2 separate regions of the Mus musculus genome follow, and region 2 is linked to region 1. The links are chromatin contacts, called in public Hi-C maps. All regions are on one chromosome and are shown on one strand. The core of a region is the stretch at or near the end of the contact, and the rest is flanking DNA. Distances in the headings are between cores, read along the strand shown.

Evidence for each region. Hi-C and Micro-C count contacts between places; a contact is called where the count stands out from the background.
Region 2: a Hi-C map of liver shows a contact between it and region 1, with 2.0 times the contacts expected there. The contact joins two enhancer-like sites. A contact is called at or near these places in 13 of 484 Hi-C or Micro-C datasets (the Patski cell line, bone marrow-derived macrophages, cerebral cortex and 6 more) and 4 of 115 datasets of contacts at active chromatin or transcription factors (bone marrow-derived macrophages, embryonic basal ganglia, hepatocytes and 1 more).

The regions. Positions count from the first base shown.
Region 1 is chr13:47,169,645-47,172,811 of GRCm38.p6, reverse strand. It overlaps a transcript of Rnf144b not described here. Among named protein-coding and RNA genes, the nearest start is that of A930002C04Rik, 23 kb to the right of the region's middle. Within about 2 kb of position 1,796, at least 49 of the 459 cell types and tissues checked have an H3K27ac peak or open chromatin away from gene starts, as enhancers often do. A contact at or near this core is called in hepatocytes and liver, where this site is marked.
Region 2 is chr13:47,243,174-47,246,537 of GRCm38.p6, reverse strand. Rnf144b (ring finger protein 144B) reads right to left here. Exons shown (of 8, transcript NM_001170643.1): 8 at 1-2,177. The coding sequence ends at 2,037. Among named protein-coding and RNA genes, the nearest start is that of Gm52039, 7.3 kb to the right of the region's middle. Within about 2 kb of position 1,572, at least 61 of the 459 cell types and tissues checked have an H3K27ac peak or open chromatin away from gene starts, as enhancers often do. A contact at or near this core is called in hepatocytes and liver, where this site is marked.

The DNA of each region.
Region 1 (3,167 bases), core at 547-3,046:
GTTTTTTTTTTCCTAAATACCTACAAAATGAAAATACACTAATAATAATTTACTCCACTGAAGTGGAAACTTAAGGGTTCTTTGGAGAGTCAGTTGTGTTGGATGGTGTTTCCCTGAAGTGGACACAGGTGAAAGACTAAGGCAGACCTGTGAAGGAATGTTTGGCTGAATCGGACACAGGGGAGAGGATGTTCTGCTAAAGCAAGCACATGAAAGAACACGTGATAAAACATTCCTTGCTAACAGCACACATGTATTGGTCCACCTTACACTGCACGGTTGAGCTGCATTTGTCGGGACTCCATAGAGAGAAATGCACTAAAAACCTTCCGGTGGTGTGCTGCACTTTGTTGCCGCTTCCGAGGACTCAGGCTCATTGGATGCACATGCTGAGGCAAGGCACGTGGAGGACACGTGATGTTTGGAGGGTATAAATAGGACTCCAAGGCGTGATAGACAGAGCTAGGCTTGCTGGTACCGCTAGCTGTGCAACACTTGTGGGTCTCTCATCTTCACTGATCTTTGCTTCCCTGAGAGAGACACAGCTGAGAACTTCTCCTGGTGTTCCTCCGGGTCCCTGCTGCTGACTTGAGCAGAGGCTGAGGCCTGGCTGTCTCTGCTAGGTCACGTCACGGCTGCTGATTTGCTATCCCAATTCTACTGAACTGGACTGCTGGTGTATCTGTGAGTGTTTGCAAGTGGGTTGAGCTGCGGCTGCTGACCTTTGAACTGAACTGCCGATTTCCAGACAACATAGGTGGGGGTTGCTCCAAAGAACCTTTCTAAACAGGTCCAGTTCTTCCCCCAACCCCCAACTCCCATATTCTTTATTTTCCACTACCTCTGGTGGGTGGTGGGCTACAAGGGAGGTTAAAGCTTTAAGAACCATCATTAAAAATAAGGTTTTTTAAAAAATAAAAGTTACCCTCCATAGTAATTATACTCCATAAAATTGCTGTCTGTGTGTTTGTGTTTTGAGACAAGAGTCTCATGTAGCCCCAAGCTGTCTTTCACCTCACTTTGGAGCTAAGCATGTCCAAGTTCTGGGGTTGCAGGCATGCGACCACTATGCTTGGTTCCCACATAGAATCTCAAGGAGTCTCTTTTCTTCACCATTTGCGATATCCCCAGAGGTGGCTGTAAGCATAGGCTGATGCCACTGGTGAGTCTGCTGATGTGCACGTGGCAGAACTGAAATAAGCCCCAGTGGCGTTATCTGCTGGAATATGTGGTAGCTTCATAGGCCTGAAACTATAGGGGACACCAGACAAGAAAGTTACTGACGCCAACTGGCCACCAGTTCAGAAACATTCTCTTATAGACTCACCTCTGTCCAGAGTCAACCCTGAACCTCCCAGGCTGAGTAATTGCTCTCTCGGTATCTTAAAGTTACTGGGACTTAGGGGTGCTGACTCATCCTGGCAGAAGTGAGTGGATACAATACAACAAAACAGGATGCCAGCCTGTCGGGCAAACCCAACAGGCTGAGCCGGATCGGGTGAGGCCTGAGAATGTACATTCTAGCGAGGGATCCGTTGCTGGGGCTCCATGAGACCCACACATTAAGTAGCCTTAGTCTAGGCCAGCCACAGGGCAAGCGTGAGAAGCAGAGCTTACTGTTAAGTTGTCTCTGAATCTGGTCCTAGGAGAAGCCGACCACATGACTGTACAACAAATCAGGCTCTGGCTGCATCTGCCTGCATCCTAGAAATAAACCGACTACTGGCCCATGGTGGCTTCAGCAGTGGGTTTAACAAACAGCCCAGTGAGCTCAGCCACCCTGTGCTGGAGTACAACTGGCTTGGACTGTCGTCTGTGTCCCCAGCTTGTTTACCTGATTTCATCATCTGACCTCCTGCATTTGTGCAGCATGCAAAAACTCACACGGAGAGATTCAAAGCCTATTACAAACAAGACAACTGCCTGAAAACTACACCCATCAGGAGAAAGCAAGGCAGAGCTTTACCTACAGCCCAGGAATGAGCACGTTTCTAACTGATGTGCTCAGAATGGGAAGAACTCTGGATCTGGTGTTACTGGGTCAGCAATGCTCAGGAAAGGGGGAAACTGACGATTCACAAAGCCCTGCAAGCAGGAGCATTACAAGGAAAGTCTTCTTTGAAGGCAAATTCTGGGGCATCAATTGTTGTACCCCAACCCTGGGCGACTCCTGGGGGCTGGAGGGGGGGGGGGCTGACTTAGCAGGCTGCAGCTGGGCTTATACATTAGCACTTTAAGCACACACCCCAGTCGATTTTGAGACGAGCTGTAAGTCTGGCTTTCTACTTTAGTGGTTTACAATCCTGGCCCACATTAGGAGCATCTCTAAGACTAGGAGGAAGTGTGAGTGGGAAGAGTCCTTATGTGTGCCCCTAGCTCCCAATACCAACAGGATCAAAATGTCAGTAGTTGAGATTCAGGCAGAATGGTTTCTGGAGCTTCCTGGGTGTTTTGATGCTTATTGTCTCCAGGTGGTGGTATCTTTCTGGGTTGTTAGGCATTGAGATTCTAACATCCCTCCCTCTGGGGAGATTGAGGTTTAGGTCTGGGGCAAGGTCCACGGCAAGCACATGCGTTGAGCAAATGCCCCAGGTGACTCTCATCTGATGTTTGTGAACTGTGCATGTCTTACCTTGTTGACTCAGAAACTGATCCTTGGAAAGGCTGGCGGGTGTTCTCACCACACCCCCCAATTCAGAGCTCCCCACGCCTGTCTTGGAGAATCTAAGCTTAAAGGGAAGGATGTCTTGCCTAATACTGCACATCAATAAAACCCAATGCTTTACCGCTGAGCCCCTATAACCCCACGCTTGCAACTAATATAGCAAAGTATTTCCCCCGTATTTAAATACTGCAGACAGCCACTCAGCACTATATGCCAGGCAAGCATTTGTATGAGCAACTAGTAGAATAAATAATTTAAGGTTTGCAACAATATGCTAAACAGGAATCACATGAAATGCTAACTTTGTAGACAAGGAAACTGAGGCACAAAGGTGAGTATACATTGCCTCTTAAACCATCCTTTACCTGAAATATGAATTCAACCCCCACCCCAGGGAAGATAGAGGTCCACTATCTTACCCTAGCCTATCATAGCTCTATAACCTTGAGAGGGAGCAGAAGTTTAAGGGTCTGCGATGCTACTGGCTGTCTGAAAAGCAAGC
Region 2 (3,364 bases), core at 323-2,822, 74 kb before region 1:
TTTCAAAAGAGAGGTTTGTTTTTCCTGCTGTAACTGAAGACATTCACCAGAAGACGGAGCCACTTTATATGGAAGATTTTCTAATAAATGATTGAAAGGATTTGGGCTGGTTGCCATTCAGAAGTTTTCTAGAGTTCTATGTTTTATACAAACTGTGACTAAAAAAAGCACGTGGCCAGGGAATGTTCTGTACAGACATCAGATGCTAATGTACACATGTGATCCCCTGAATATATACATGCCCACTTAGGATACATTCCACCGCACATGTGATCCCCTGAATACATACATGCCCACTTAGGATACATTCCACCGCACATGTGATCCCTTGCATATAGACATCTCCACTTAGGGATACATTGCACTGCAGAGGCAAGGCTGATGATAACAGGTCTTTGATAACAGATCTAAAATAGCAGCAGTTTAACAATCTAGTCACCTAGTTACCGGGGGAAACAGAACAGGCCCTGAATACTCTCCCCGGCTTCCAGGAGAGGTCTCTGTTAACGTGGAACACACACAGTTCTTATGAAGCACCGGGCTGCTTTGCTAATGGCAACTGTATACTGCTAGAGGAAAAATATGCTCATCTTTTCAAAACCTATTTGCTGATTAATTGTATAACAGGCAGGATGTATCACACTGAGGTGACACAAATCCCAGCAACTGAAGACACCTGAACTGTTTCCATCCGATTGCTTGTTGTCACACGAAATTCTTGAGAGCACAGAAAGTACTCAGATTGTCTGGACAGCTCCTGGGAGACCAAGACTAAATTAGGCTGAGTGAAGAGCTGCTCTACATTGTGTCTGAAAGTATGTAAATAACCTGAATATCACTTTACAGAGGCATAAAACCGCACTAGGGGTTGTTGTAAAAGACTTTTGAGTCTACCCTCTTGAGTAAGTTAGGAACTTTATAACAAAAATTCACATGTGTACTAAGTAAATAAAACCAACCCCCCCCAAAAAAAAACCCCTCTTATGCTGATAAATATATCATTTTAGTCCTAGAAAGGGAAAAGGTCTTTTAAAATAATCTTATTTTGTGTTATCCATTAAATATCTACACATGTGCCCAGCTGGAGTCACATGGGCTCTATATGTGTGAATGGACTACAGTGTCTACTGTTGATGCACACTGTCTGGTCCAACTCCTGATCTGTTGGGAATATGACCACAGAGCCCAAGAAAGGACCCTGCTGTCTACAAGGAAAGCTTTGGAGCTTTCCCCTTTCATCCCGTAGAAAACGCTTTTTAGAGACCACAGCTGCTGGCTGACTGTGAGCGGTGAACACTGGTTCACCTTAGAAGAATAACATCTGCCAAACAACAGACACTGAATGAGGCCATGTTGCCTTACAAGTTACAACCTCTTCCTGGGAAGGGACAACTCCCTCTGAACGGCAGTTTCTCCTGCCTGGAGATGAGATCACACGGGGAGAGAGCTGCTATGTTTCTGCCAAGTCACTGTGGAAACGCTAAGAAGTGCACACGCGGTAGCCAGCATAGGCATGCCAGTCAGTGTGTCAGCTCCTGAGATAAGCAGCGGCTCCACTGCTCACAGAACGTGTTATTATGCAGTATCATCCTTCCCTCCGGCTCTGGGCCTCTGCCATGTGTCTTGTGGCAGTGGAACCAACACAGACGTTTGCTCAGTTTGCAATGCTGCCAAGTGCGGCAATACCGCCATGACTACAGTGAGTATTCACCCAGGCTCCTTGGTTTGGATGGAAGATGAGCAGCCTGGTGGGATCCTTTGGAGGGTAAGATGGTGATGTTTTAGAGTCTCCCAGGCTAAAGCAAAGTTCCCAACCTGCTCCACAGACACAGTCCGGACTGTGGGGCTGCTTCTTGATACACAGGCACACTCATGCCCCGGTGCGTGGCCTTTTCCAACACCGAATGCTTTCAGGTAGGTTCAAAGTCTGGGCAGAGGCACTTCCAAAGTTTGGCAAGGAGAAGGAGGCAAGGCTGCTAAGTGGGGCTTTTACCAATGTGCTGTCTCATGTGACCCGGATGTCTGCGCAGGTGACTTTAGGTTGTGGATGGATCATGCTTTTTCTTCTTGCCGCGACAGGACTTGCAGACACAGCAGATTATACAGGGAGAGGCCAGGAGCAGCAAGGGTGAGGTCACCAAGGCAATGACACCTAATCCCACAAGGATCCCCACTACCTGGAAATTGAAGAGAAAACCCTATGTCAGCAGGTATGTCATCTGAGATGTATACATTCCCCCAAGTGTAACAACAGCCTCTACAGTCTGGATGCTGTGCCCACCCTGCCATGCCTGTCGAAACCCTAATACTCAGTGCGATGGCACTTGGAGTGGGGAGCCCTGGGTGACACTGTGAGACCCTGGTGACACTTGGGAGCCCAAGAGCTTGCCTCCATTCTTAGCTTTCTAGCATGGGAGAACACGGTGAGAAAGCTGTCATCTATGAACTGGGAAGAATGCTGTGAGTGTAACCTTCACGGCCAACTGTTCTGGATTCAGAGTCATCTAAGAGGCACACCTCTGCGTGGAGGGGGACATTTCCAGGCAGGGCTAACTGGGGAGGGAAGACTCGTGATGATGTTCCATAAGCTGGGCATTGGACTGACTGAATAACAAAATTTTAAAAAGAAGAAAGGCAGACCAATGCTATCCTATCCTCTCTCCCTGACTCCTGTTCTGCTGAGACATGAGGAGTCCCGACCTCAAGTTCCTACCACCATGAACTCTGCCATGCCCTCGCGGTCAGGACAGACTGTATCCCTTCAAACCATGAGCCAAATTATGCCCCTGCTTCTCTAAGTCCTGAGACAAGCAACCAACACAAGGACCCATTCGCAGACCCTGCCCACGCTGATACCTGGTCCTCAGACTGCCAGCAGCCAGGACAAGGATGAATCATCTCAGCTGTTTCAGTCACCCAGGCTATGATAATCTGTTAGGTGAATGGCTAGGATACTGTCTCAGGCAATTTTAGCAATGACATCGCTGGACACAAACTACAAAGGACTACATCGAGGGTGAGAGCAAACCAAATGTTAACACAAGCTGAACCATAAACTCTAAACTCTGAGCTGTGGCTGTTGGCTCGTTCTCTATTGGGGCTTCCTCAACAGTCTCACAGGGGCATTAATAATGATCATCGTTAGGATGTGAGCATTGGTTTCTTCAAAGGAAGCGTAGCCTTTGATAAACACAAAACACTATTAAAAAACAAACCACGATTCTCTTTGAACCTGCCACATAAACACACAATGGCATGTACTGAGGGATCTGAGGCCCTGCAGGAGCCCACAGCATTGGAGACTCTGCTTTGATGCTTAATATGCTCTAACTGCTTGTAGGAAACTCCTCCCATGTTTTGCAAG